Linked DNA regions of Drosophila melanogaster: region 1 is linked to region 2. The links are chromatin contacts, called in public Hi-C maps. All regions are on one chromosome and are shown on one strand. The core of a region is the stretch at or near the end of the contact, and the rest is flanking DNA. Distances in the headings are between cores, read along the strand shown.

Region 1 (6,122 bases), core at 2,848-5,347, 280 kb after region 2:
GTGAAGCGTCCAGCGAACGACTTTGGGCCGCCACTCCCGACACCTGGCTGCACTTCCCCGTGGATCTGCCGCAGCCGCAGGAGGCGAATGCCAGCGGTAGCCGTCACGAATGGTTGGTTCTCGATGGAGATGTGGTCTTTGAACATCCTTCCGATACCTGGAAGCGCGAACAGGCCAACGACAAGCCGGTGCTGGTTATGGGCGCCACGGCGCATGAGGCGCACACCGAGAAACTGCGCGAATTGCATGCGAACTGGACGCGAGAGGAGGTGCGTGCCTATCTGGAAAACTCCCAGATTGGAGCATTGGGCCTCACCGACGAGGTTATCGAGAAGTACAACGCCAGCAGCTATGCGTCGCTGGTTTCTATCATTTCGGACATTCGCAGCGTTTGCCCGCTGCTGACGAATGCGAGACAGCAGCCCAGTGTGCCGTTCTATGTTGTCACCCAAGGCGAGGGACCCGATCAGCTGGCCACGGTGGACGCCGATGTCCAGGCCATTCTCGGCCGCTATGAGCCGCACACCGTAGAGCAGCGCCGCTTCGTTTCGGCCATGCAGCAGCTGTTCTACTACTATGTCTCGCACGGCACGGTGCAGTCGTTTGTCCAGAACCGCCGGGTCATCAATGTTGGCCAGGATGCGCAGCCGGAAGAGGACTACTTGCCCTGCAACTACTGGATCAGCAAGGATATTGTGCCGCGGTATGCGCGCGTCGATTAAGCAAACCAAAATCCCAACAGATAGGCCCTCGCTTCTAAACTTTTTCACCTGTATTGGTCCGCCTGGGATCGATTATCTCATTCGGCTTTGTTGCGCCTTCGGTTTCTATTAAACTTAAAGTTATCTGGAATATTTCGAAAATTTAAAAATACTTTAGCCATTGGATTTTTAAGTAATAATCGATTTCTTTAAATTTAATACGAACCGATTACCTAATCAAAGCTTAATACTTCCCGACTTCGTTTCGTGTTTAGTTTAGCATAAGTTAATCTAATGTTTATATATATATAAATATATGTGTAACGGATATTTAGTTCTCTTAAAGTTTAAGTTGAAAGTCTTAAGTTATGCTGACTCCATACGTTTCTTCATACGAGTACGTATTCTCTAATCTTAACATTAACGAACACATAAACACACAGACACAAACAGCAAAAACACAAATAAAACATCACAAAATATACAAAATTATACTTAAAAAGTATAGATCTGCGTCTTTCAACTATTCAACACACTAATCTATATACAATACTATAAACCATATACAACTTTATAGGAGTAAATGCCACAGAGGTTTTTGATTTACGAAAAAAAAAGAAAAAACCAGCAAACGACCAACGACGAACATTTTTTGATAGAATTTTACAAAACTCAAGACTCAAGAGAGAAGAAAACCGAATTCATAAACATTTACTTGGGCTTGGAAATGTCAGACTCGTTGCAAGTCTGAGATCGAAGGACTTTTCCAAAAGTTTGAAGTGTTGCAAACATTTCGAGACTGTCAGGAATGAATTTAGACATCTATTTAAACATTCGTTCATTTCCACATTTCATTTAGGAGTATCTATAATTACGCATATACATATATAAATCGGATATTGTATGGATAAAACATTTTTGTATAGCTTTATATGTATATTATTAATCGAACCAACATTTTCTATTGCTTTATACAAGACTTATCCACAACAGACTTTGAGCATTCACAAATTGAAATCAAAAATCAAAAACAAAAACATGGAGTACACACAATATAGAATTATGTTCAGATTAATCTTGTACGCGAACCTTAAGGTTGACAAATGTTTAATAAACGGAAATAATGAAAAATTTATAACTAATAACTTAGCTTAAAAGCTCGTTTATATCAGTAGTCACATATTTCACAGAAATTAGCTAAAAGAAAATTTTTTTTGGTTATTTTCACGGAAAACTAATGCACACATACATATATCATCGCATGGAACTGTTCACTTTGTAAACTCTACACTTATTGTCGGTGAGGGCGGCCAAATAGGATCCGGCCTGGGTAGCCACAGGGCAGATGTCGTAGATCACCTCGTTGACCGGCATTGTTTGCACTCGCTCCTCCCGCCGCACATCATGCATCATCAGCTGCTTACTATCCTGGAGATAGCCAACCACTAAGGTATTATCCTCGACGGCCAGTTGGGTCGGTCGCGTCATAACCGGTGTGGCCTTCGATCCATATATGGTGGCCTTGACCTTCAGCACCGGCGTTCCGTCAATCTTGTCCATTCGACCAAGTATGAAGCGAGACTGGGGGAAATTCGGATTGGATCGTGCCGATATGAGCACCGTGTCCTGCACGGCATCGTATTGCATGGACAGAAAGGGTCCCTCCACATTTAGCCGAGTGGGCACAGCCGTATCACTGGCCGCAGCGTACTCGTAGAATGTAAGGGCCGTAAGTTGGCAGACCAGGAAGCCACCGCTGGTAAAAATCTTATTGGGTTGCACAGGAGCTATGTGTATCACAGGACTTAAGTTCACTGTAGGGAATAAGTAAATGATTTAAGCGGGTATTAACGTTTGCATATTCATCACACTCACCTTCGGCTTGGAACTCGCAGAGAATGTTCTCGGGAAACCGCAAGTCGTAGATATAAACTCCACCTCGCAGATCTCCGCCGTATAGAAAGTGTTCGCGCTCGTTGCGATCCAGGGCGCAAGACCACAGCATCTTGTCATGAGCGGTGAACATAGACGAGCAAAGCCGTGTTCTTATGTCGAATATCTTGATCTTTAGTTCCCGACTGGCCACAGTGAGCAAGTGCTGTGAGTCACTAAAAGCAATGTCCCGGATTAGGAGTGCCGAGGTGTGCAGGAATTGCAGGGGCTTGAAGGTAGGTGGATCAATAAAGCGTACGCCGTAGCCGGGGAACAGGTTTTGGGCACTCTTTTGCGAGGCCACCAGCATGGAGTGCTTGGCGGAATAGAGCAATACACGGCAGCCGGGATCTCGAGTTATCTCGAAGTTCTTCTCCATGTACAATCGGTAGGTGGCTAGTTGTTGAATGCTCTTCTGGCCGGATGCATCGCCTCCGAAGGCTCCCCGACCACCACCTGCCCTCACCAGCTCCTTAAGCCGTTCGTAGTCCTTCTGCAGGAGAATCAGCTTCTCAGTGGTGAGTGTGTTAGCCAGCTTCGCGGTAGCCAGCTCTGTTGTTAGAGTATGTGTACGCCGCCGCTCCGCCTCCAGCTGCTCCCTAATATCCGTGTCCAGCATCTGAATGCGCTTCGCATACAGATGACGGATATCTCTAAATGTGGCCTTCGTCTTGCACTGCGGGCACACCTTCACAGAAGATTGGCGATGGCTTTCGTTTAACCACCGCCGAATGCAGCTTTCCCCAAAGAGGTGACCACATCGCAGCGAGACCAGTCGATGCTCGCCACTCATCTCCCAGGAATCCAGACAAATGGGACAGGTCATGCCATCGTCCTCGTCATCTACAACTATTGGTTTGCCCTCGGGCGACTTTTTAAGGCTTTTATCGGCAGCAGCGGAGAGACGTTTACGTTTCTTGGGCGGTGATGGCGTTTCTAATGAGATCACCTCCTGCTCTTCGCCTTGATTGCGGCGGGAATTTCTCGGGGGACTGGGCAAATGCGGAGGATCTACCAGAATTAAAGGCGGAACTCTCGGTTGCTCGGGTTCCGCGTTCTCACCAGGCTGGTCACGTTGTTCATCAATCTCAACCGCCGGCTGCAGACCTTCAACTGGATTGAGGATTACCTCATCATCACCAGAGCTATCATCTGTAGAGGTCTCATCGGCATAAACTTCCGGATCAAGAGCTTCGGTTTCATTCTCCATTCCTTGCAGCAGGATGTCTGAATTCCGCTTTCTCGCTTCAGACTGATCGCATTCCCTGCTGCCCGATGAGTATATTTCCGGATCCACGGCGCTGTCGCCTTTTGCGAAACCTTCGCTGTCCGTTTCACCTATATATGGTCTCAATCAAGTTTTCCTCTTGGAAAACATGAAAGTTCTTGTTATTATTTTATCTATTTCGCGACTTTCCTGCAATAGGACGCTAAATTTCAAGCTAGGGATGGTCAAGATCGAGATGCTTTAGTGATGGAACAACGGGGTGAAACTATCGAGTACTACATGTAAATAAATATATTTAAATATTCATTGTTAGTGTGGACAACATATTAGTCTGAACACATTTTTTTCGTATATCAAGCATATAAAAAAAGAATCTATATAAGAGTTGAGTGTTTGTGCGGAAAATGCAATTTTTTAATTGTTTAAAATAATTATAAATGCTTTCAATTAAATTTTCACATCTATTTATTCTACCAACAAGTTGGAGTAACTTGTAATTAATCCTGTTTGTTCGTTAAATTTGATTTTCAAATTTTATTCATGTTGCTATAAACATCGATTGCCAATTAGGCTAAGCGATAGGTTTTGGGATTTCTGGAACATTCCAAAACGTTCACTCTGAGGTCTGACTTTGACGCCTCCGCCGCCATTCGTTAAAAAACTGAAATTCTTAAAAAGCGCGCATCAAGCCGGTGTAATAATTGATAAAAAAGTTTAAAAAAATCCCAGATTCCAAAGTTGATAAAAGTCATACCGCGCAGGACTGATTTAGGGGGTACAAATAACATTGGCAACCGGCGTTTCGCACAGCGGTAAAATTTGCATCAGTGTGTGGGTGTTTCGCAAAAAAAAAAGAAGCTAAGCCAGGATTTTTGGATTGCCAATTATCAAGGTGCTAGGAAAGAGGGCGTGAAGTTGTCGGTAAGCTGACCGAGTACACGTGAATTAAGTGCAACGCAATTTGCTGACTGACTAACCCGCCCCCCGTGGCCTTGAACTCGACAGACTTGGCTGCCGTCCACTCACCCACAAACACACATACGCACATATATACACACGCGCAAGCCGCTTCTACTGTCTGAAGAGAGGAGAGGAAAAGAGCGAAGAAAGGGGAAGAACGCATAAATCGGCAAGTAAACGAGCAGTGTAAGAAAGCCATGACCGAACCAAGGACGCCCGAGAAGCTGCTGGCCGCCAAGCCGCCGGTTTTACACCACAACAGCCATAGTCCCAATGCCTCGCTGCAGCTGCCCAGTCCCATCATCACGAGGCGCACTCGCACGGCCTCGACGTAAGTCCTCCTGCACTGCCCTGCCCACCCAACCAGCAAAACCACCCACCCACTACTGGCCCCACACACACTTGACCCCAAGGGGAACTTGGCCCCTATGCAGAGCCTTTATGGGGCCAAATAGGCGCCGAAAGTTCACATTATTTCACAAGGTTCGCTCTTTTGTATGAAAACCAAATACAACCTTTTGAAATAGTAAAAGAATAGCATGGAAGCTTGTAATTTCTAAAGCAAAAGCTTTCTATAATGTTTTAAACTGCATTTGTTGAATTAGATGAGCAAACATAATGAAACAAACAGTAATTAGTAATCGAACATGGAACACTTTATTGGTTCCACATTTACATTTAATATATTTATTTTTATGTGTATATACTTATAAATATTTTTATAACCGTAAGGACCATTTTTTTTGAAAGTTTAAATTTGTAAACCCCATACTTTTTCAATTATTTCATTGTACATACATACATACATTCAGAAATCAGTCGCTGCCGAATTTATAAGCTCTCGGAACCCTTTCGAACATAATCCACGTACTTAAATTCTTCCCCCTCATATCCCCATGCGCATCCTCCATTGATTAACTTGTCTCTTCCTGCTTAATTCTTTTCCCAAACGCTGCCAAAACGCAAACACGCGCAAACTCAAAATAACGCTGAAAAAACATAGCTCCGCTCGGGCCTTGGAAAATCCGGTTGTGACCGGTATGGTGAAATCCTTCAGCCGCACCAAAGGACACGGCTTCATTACACCCAACGCCGGCGGAGAGGACGTTTTTTGCCACGTTTCCGAGTAAGTGAATGAATATTGCATGCGCGGCGACCTTTGCGCTGGCTCTGTAAGACCTACAAAAATGTAATCTTCCCACAGCATCGAAGGTGAATATGTGCCCATGCCCGGGGACGAGGTCAAATACCGTCTGTGCGCCATTCCGCCCAAGTATGAGAAGCACCAGGCCGTGCACGTG
Region 2 (6,574 bases), core at 846-3,345:
CAATGTGTCTTGGTTACTTAAGACTAACAGATTTTTAATCCTAAAAATGATAGGGAGAATTATAATAGTTGATATAACATAGTAATTATTATTTATTTGATTATTCTAATGAATTTTAAAACTAAGACTTTCTAGGTCAAAACCAGGTTAGGGAGGTCATGAGGGTGGTGTCGCTTGAGTCTTCTTTTGACTCTAGTCCGAGGGTCAGCATTGACCACAGCTGCAGTTCCTAGCTTCCTTGCTAGGCTGTTGGGGTGTACATTAAGCCTTTCCATATATTTTTGGGCGATGTTCTGGAGCTTGTCTCCTAATTTGGGCACCTTGAGGTCGCGTTCGATGTCTCTTGTTCGTCGTCTTACGCTGTGCGTTTAAAACTCGTTTTAAGCAATAGATGCTCTACAACCCTTCGGTTTAGTTTCTCAATTGGTTCACTGAACAATTGCTTGATTATATTAATGTCTTTTGCTATCGTTCAGTTGTTAGTTACTCAAATAATTTCAGGTCTGATTTCAAAAAATCGTTTAATGATGCACTCTAAATGGTAACATCCCAAATGTGCTCTTTGCTCCAACTAGAACTAAGAGAAACTGAGGTTGTTCACTGCTTATGACTTTAGTGTAATTATAGCAACAATTTAACTGAACAAGTTCATATAAATTTTCTTATAGCAACAATTTAACAGAACAAGTTCTTTTAACATTTTCTTTACAGCTTTGAATTGCATACTAAAAGAGTATTCGTAAGTCACCAACACTTCATCATATTAATACCGACCACATGCTGACACCTTTATTATTCGTAGGTGACAAACAATGATATAAACAATGATATAATTTACGAATGTTTCCTTTATTTGCGTTTTGTGAAACCAGACGGAAAACTTAAAATCAATAATGATTCATTGCACGCACAATAACTATATTCAAGGTCAGGTCTGTTATGTTCGAAGATTTCTCTACAAGTTTCGCGCGTTTTTTTGGCATCAATTGCCATACGTAATCATTCAACGAATCACAGCGGTCCAATTTGTTCAATTTTTTAATTGCATAAAAGTCGAACTATTTTATTTAGTATTTTTTTAGTGACACCTTGTGTTTTCTTGAATTTAGAGCCTACATTTAGAAGCGCCGCAAACGAAAACAAAATAAAAAGCACTTACCCCCGTGACACTCATTTTTACTTTGCGCACCCGCTCTTACGCTGTTAATGTTAAGTATGCTGGTCTGTTAGGTTTGGTGGTGAAAGCTTTTATGCTGTAGATGTTTTTTTTTTTTACCGCTTAGCTTTTGCAATTCAAAATGTCACCGCCAAACGCAGCGTATAAATAGATTACACTGCCAGTATCAATCAGCATTTTTGGTAAATTTGCATTGGATTAGACTTCTAGCCTTTTACCCTAGATATGGGGGGTAGATTAGAATATTTTTTAATTTTGTGAATTATTCAACCAAACATATTTAAATTAAAATTTGAAATTATTATCACGAGATAGGAAACTGCAGAGAGCAGTTAAATTTCCTTACTTAGGTAATAAGTTCAATTAGCAATTGCAGCTTATCAATGATTGTTTGCTTTATATATTAGGTGAATATATTTATTATTCATTCATTATTTGTTTTCCTAATTTTGCAATAGATTAGATTTATTAAACTACACTTCAGTTGTGGAATATATCACAAAATCGGTTTTTTTTTATCTCACTTCTTGATTTTATTAGTTGCGCGTGTATGATTGTATAATTTAACTAATTTCAATTAGCGTCTAGTCGGGATTTATGCAGTTTCCATAATCTATTATCAAATCAATTTTTTGTTTTTTCAATATCAGAAACGTGCAACAAAGTAAAGCACTAAAAACCATCGATAAGGGTTTATGAAGTTTAATTAAAGACTCATTCATTTGGATTTATTACACTGGGCAACGATTTGCTCCAATAATTATTTTCAGTGATTTGCCGTGCTGTTTGTGTCGTTTGTATATTGAATTTCACATTATTACGCTGCACTTATTTTCCACTGATATTGTGTTCCAAAGAACATAAATATTTAACCGCACGGATGCGACTTGATCGCCATGTAGGTCGATAGCAACTGAAAACCCAGAGGGTTGTAGATCCGTCCACTTAAACTCGCCTTATCAGCCGAAATGCTGATACAGAGCGTTTTCTATTGGCCTCCACCTGCAATCGGAGCTTCAACGACGTTTGTTTATTACTCTTTATTTATAAACGTTTTGAATGGATTTTTCCCATAAGCTGCTGACCATTTCTGATTACATACTATTTTCTCTTTTTTTTTTTGCAGTTACCAAGAAGTTTTTGATTTACCTTGGATGCCGGAAATTTTACTGAGGAATGACATATATTTTTATACATTAAACAATTATTTGATGAACAAATAAAAAATAAATGTTATTATCTTAAAAAAAAAATGTTTTCTTTGATGCGGTTATTTTACAAAGGATATACCTTATACATTATATATATACATTATTTTGGAATGCCCAAAAGTATGCAGCAATTCCTTAGAACAACTTTCTGTTCGCCTTTCAAATGGTGAGATTAAAAAGAATGATTTTTCAAACGTGCTTCAAATCATTTATATATTAGTTAAAATTTAAAAAGTAGACAAGCCCTTGACTCTTTCCACATAAAAAAAATTATTTATTCATTATTTTAGCTAATAAAAAAAAGCCTATGTAATCCAGAGCCCTTTAATATGAAGTTCAAATCTGATTGGCACACGATCTCATTAAAAATACGTAAATTTACCCAACAAAAAAATACTTCATTGAGAAAAAGCGTCTTGTGGAAATGTGAGAATTACAGTTTCTTGTATTCATCAATCATTTTCTTGGTTCGCCTTTGAGTCAAATAAAATGCGAAAACGCGTAGCAAAACAGAGAAGACAATTGCCTCCCATCTGGTTGTTGGCTTTCCCGATCCAGCGGCGGTTTTCCGAGCTGGCTGCTTGGATGACTCTGGCGCTGCATGGCTTCCCGTTGGATTGGTGTGTTGGTCTGGACTGCATTTTCCGCTGGCAATGGTAATCGGAGCCGCCACCTAAGCCCGCTGCTTCCCAAGCGGTCGGTAAACTGCAAGACGATCGAATGCCCGCTGCCAGGGCCACCCTAAAGATTGTGGACCCCGCACCTCGGATTCCAAGTTTAACATATTTGCATTGTGGGGTGATGAGCACAGTACAGTAGTCATTGGCAAATAAGCTATTGTCATGCAAGCCGCATTATCTTAATAATACGAAAGGAAGAGTGAGAGTAGGGAGTAAGTAACGAACAAAAATGTAAAATTAATTTTAAAATAATATGTTATCTATGCAACGATTAAAAGTACATTAATTGTAATTAAGAAATATTTTTTTATAACTCTTTAAAAAAAAATAAAAATAAACAAATCCCAGATTCTTTTTGTCAAATCCTCTTTATCCAATCTTTACTGTGCCCGTCCATCTTACTGTCAACTTGGCTGTGACAACTTCTCAGCAAAGTTTAGACGGTTAGTTGGTGCCCAGCTGTGGCACGCTTCGGTTCAGAAAAAAGTCTGGCTCCTCAGCCGTGAGATCCAAGATAAAAACCAGAGATAATGTCGGATTCAGATAGCAAGCGGATCGATGTGGAGGCCCCGGAGCGAGTGGAGCAGCACGAATTGCAGGTGATGCCGGTGGGCAGCACCATTGAGGTGCCCAGCTTGGACAGCACACCCAAGCTATCGAAACGGAACAGTTCGGAGAGAAGTCTACCGCTCAGGAGCTACAGCAAATGGTCGCCCACGGAGCAGGGAGCCACTCTGGTGTGGCGGGATCTCTGCGTCTATACCAATGTCGGTGGTTCCGGTCAGCGGATGAAGCGGATCATCAACAACTCAACGGGGGCCATTCAACCGGGCACTCTGATGGCTCTAATGGGCTCGAGGTAAGCTGCTGCCGAAATCGATACCACTAAGAGATCAGGTGCACTCGAGTGGAGAAGTGCTCGAGAAGTGGTTGTCCAAAAATGTGCTAACTATGTCAAGATGTCTAATTTTCGGCTCTGATAAGCAGAGATTCCGCTGGATATCGCCCCCAACTAATAAAACTTCTACCATTCACAGTGGCTCTGGGAAAACAACACTCATGTCAACGCTCGCCTTTCGACAGCCGGGTAAGTTGTGGGCACTACCAAGTACATACGACTCTAGTTCCCGATAAGATTACACTGATCCCCATACTATCTCCGTCCGCTCCATTTGCATTGGGATCTGTGCTGCAGCCGGGACCGTCGTTCAAGGCGACATTCTGATAAACGGCCGGCGCATTGGGCCCTTCATGCATCGCATCAGCGGCTACGTCTACCAGGATGACCTCTTCCTCGGATCGCTGACTGTTCTCGAGCACTTGAACTTTATGGTGAGCTACTGTATCTTAATATCTTAGCTGATAAGTTTATTGAAAGGCTAGAATAACGTTCATTCTTGTTCAAATTAACTATCAAATTGTCTTCTTAAAGTTACCTCAGCTTGTCCTACTTTAAATATATGGTCTATACACTAGTTTAGTAGGTGGTTAAAAGTATTCTGCTCTCCCTGTTTCAGGCACATCTCCGCCTGGATCGTCGGGTGTCGAAAGAGGAGCGTCGCCTCATCATTAAAGAGCTGCTGGAGCGAACCGGCCTTCTTTCGGCGGCGCAAACTCGAATTGGTAGTGGCGATGACAAGAAGGTCCTTTCGGGGGGAGAACGCAAACGATTGGCATTCGCCGTGGAGCTGCTGAACAATCCGGTGATTCTATTTTGCGATGAGCCTACCACGGGACTGGACTCATACAGTGCCCAGCAGCTGGTGGCCACGTTGTACGAGTTGGCCCAAAAGGGCACCACCATACTGTGCACCATCCATCAGCCGAGTTCGCAGCTCTTCGATAACTTTAACAACGTAATGTTGCTGGCCGATGGGCGAGTAGCCTTTACGGGATCACCTCAGCATGCGCTTAGTTTCTTTGCGAATCATGGATACTACTGCCCGGAGGCCTACAATCCGGCAGATTTCCTAATTGGTGTCCTGGCGACCGATCCTGGCTATGAGCAGGCCTCGCAGAGATCGGCTCAACACCTTTGTGATCAGTTTGCCGTCAGCTCGGCGGCCAAGCAGCGGGATATGCTGGTTAATCTGGAGATTCACATGGCCCAGTCAGGCAACTTTCCCTTCGACACGGAGGTGGAGTCCTTCAGGGGCGTGGCGTGGTACAAGCGCTTCCACGTAGTGTGGCTAAGGGCATCGCTGACGCTGCTAAGGGATCCCACGATTCAATGGTTGCGGTTCATTCAAAAGATCGCAATGGCATTTATTATCGGTGCCTGTTTTGCCGGAACCACGGAACCCTCCCAGTTGGGCGTACAGGCTGTTCAGGGAGCACTTTTCATCATGATATCGGAGAACACCTACCATCCCATGTACTCCGTGCTGAATCTCTTCCCGCAGGGATTTCCTCTGTTCATGCGGGAAACCCGATCCGGACTCTACTCCACGGGACAATATTATGCGGCCAATATACTGGCTTTGGTAAGTGTTGTAACGAACTAATTGGATTTAATTTAAAAAGGAGCATAATTTTAAAGTTTTCACATGTCTGTTAATAGCTGCCTGGCATGATAATTGAGCCCCTGATATTCGTCATAATCTGCTACTGGCTGACGGGTCTGAGATCCACCTTTTATGCCTTCGGAGTGACTGCCATGTGTGTGGTGCTGGTGATGAATGTGGCCACAGCCTGCGGTTGCTTCTTTTCCACGGCCTTTAATTCGGTGCCGCTGGCAATGGCTTACTTGGTGCCCTTGGATTATATATTCATGATCACCTCGGGAATCTTTATACAAGTGAAGTGGGTGATTAAATTGATACTTTCAATTAAGTTCGTTTCAAGAAACACTCAACTTTCAGTTCGCTACCAGTGGCGTTTTGGTGGACACAATTTCTCTCATGGATGCTGTATGCCAATGAGGCAATGACCGCTGCTCAATGGTCTGGAGTGCAGAATATAAGTAAGTTTAAGCTTTAATACCCTCTTCCAAGATTAATATTAATTGAAATTTGAACAGCCTGCTTTCAGGAGAGTGCCGACTTGCCGTGCTTTCACACGGGTCAGGATGTCCTGGACAAGTACAGCTTCAACGAGAGCAATGTCTATCGGAATTTACTGGCCATGGTGGGTCTTTATTTCGGATTCCATTTACTGGGATATTATTGCCTTTGGCGAAGGGCGCGGAAGCTGTAAATATACTTACTACGGAGCTATGAACTCATCAAATAAACAACAATGCCTAGAATTTTCAAATTAATAGCGCCATTTTTCAACACACTTTGTTTTTTATTTCCTTTGTTTTTAGAGCACAATGAAACACATTTAGTTAGACTGGGCTTAGTTTTGTCCTTACCAACTTGAAACTGAACATCAAAGCTAATCAACAACGAGTTCAATACACGCATACACTTATGATTATATACATAACATATAGGATACTTTATACTCAGTTAAATTATAGTTCGTAAGTAGCTAGGCGTAGTCAAAGTGGCCGAGAGGCATTC

What was found. Hi-C and Micro-C count contacts between places; a contact is called where the count stands out from the background.
Region 1: a contact with region 2 is called in a Hi-C map of the Kc167 cell line, with 5 times the contacts expected there. A contact is called at or near these places in 4 of 107 Hi-C or Micro-C datasets (the Kc167 cell line, the S2 cell line and cellular blastoderm embryo).

The regions. Positions count from the first base shown.
Region 1 is chr3L:16,775,639-16,781,760 of dm6, forward strand. It overlaps mus302 (mutagen-sensitive 302), which reads right to left and starts at 4,098. Exons shown (of 2, transcript NM_140662.4): 1 at 2,577-4,098; 2 at 893-2,515. The coding sequence starts at 3,843. The coding sequence ends at 1,956. It overlaps CG9705, which reads left to right and starts at 4,462. Exons shown (of 4, transcript NM_168683.2): 1 at 4,462-4,782; 2 at 4,867-5,152; 3 at 5,825-5,947; 4 at 6,026-6,122. The coding sequence starts at 5,019. It overlaps Nrt (Neurotactin), which reads left to right. Exons shown (of 3, transcript NM_057450.5): 3 at 1-1,827. The coding sequence ends at 722.
Region 2 is chr3L:16,494,141-16,500,714 of dm6, forward strand. CG42514 reads right to left here and starts at 2,096. Exons shown (of 6, transcript NM_168669.2): 1 at 1,999-2,096; 2 at 1,160-1,396. The coding sequence starts at 1,174. It overlaps CG33158, which reads left to right. Exons shown (of 6, transcript NM_176337.2): 6 at 2,304-2,420. The region is part of intron 28 of CG43373; the gene reads right to left. st (scarlet) reads left to right here and starts at 3,511. Exons shown (of 7, transcript NM_079384.5): 1 at 3,511-3,927; 2 at 4,106-4,155; 3 at 4,264-4,400; 4 at 4,586-5,551; 5 at 5,629-5,870; 6 at 5,930-6,030; 7 at 6,088-6,320. The coding sequence starts at 3,599. The coding sequence ends at 6,263.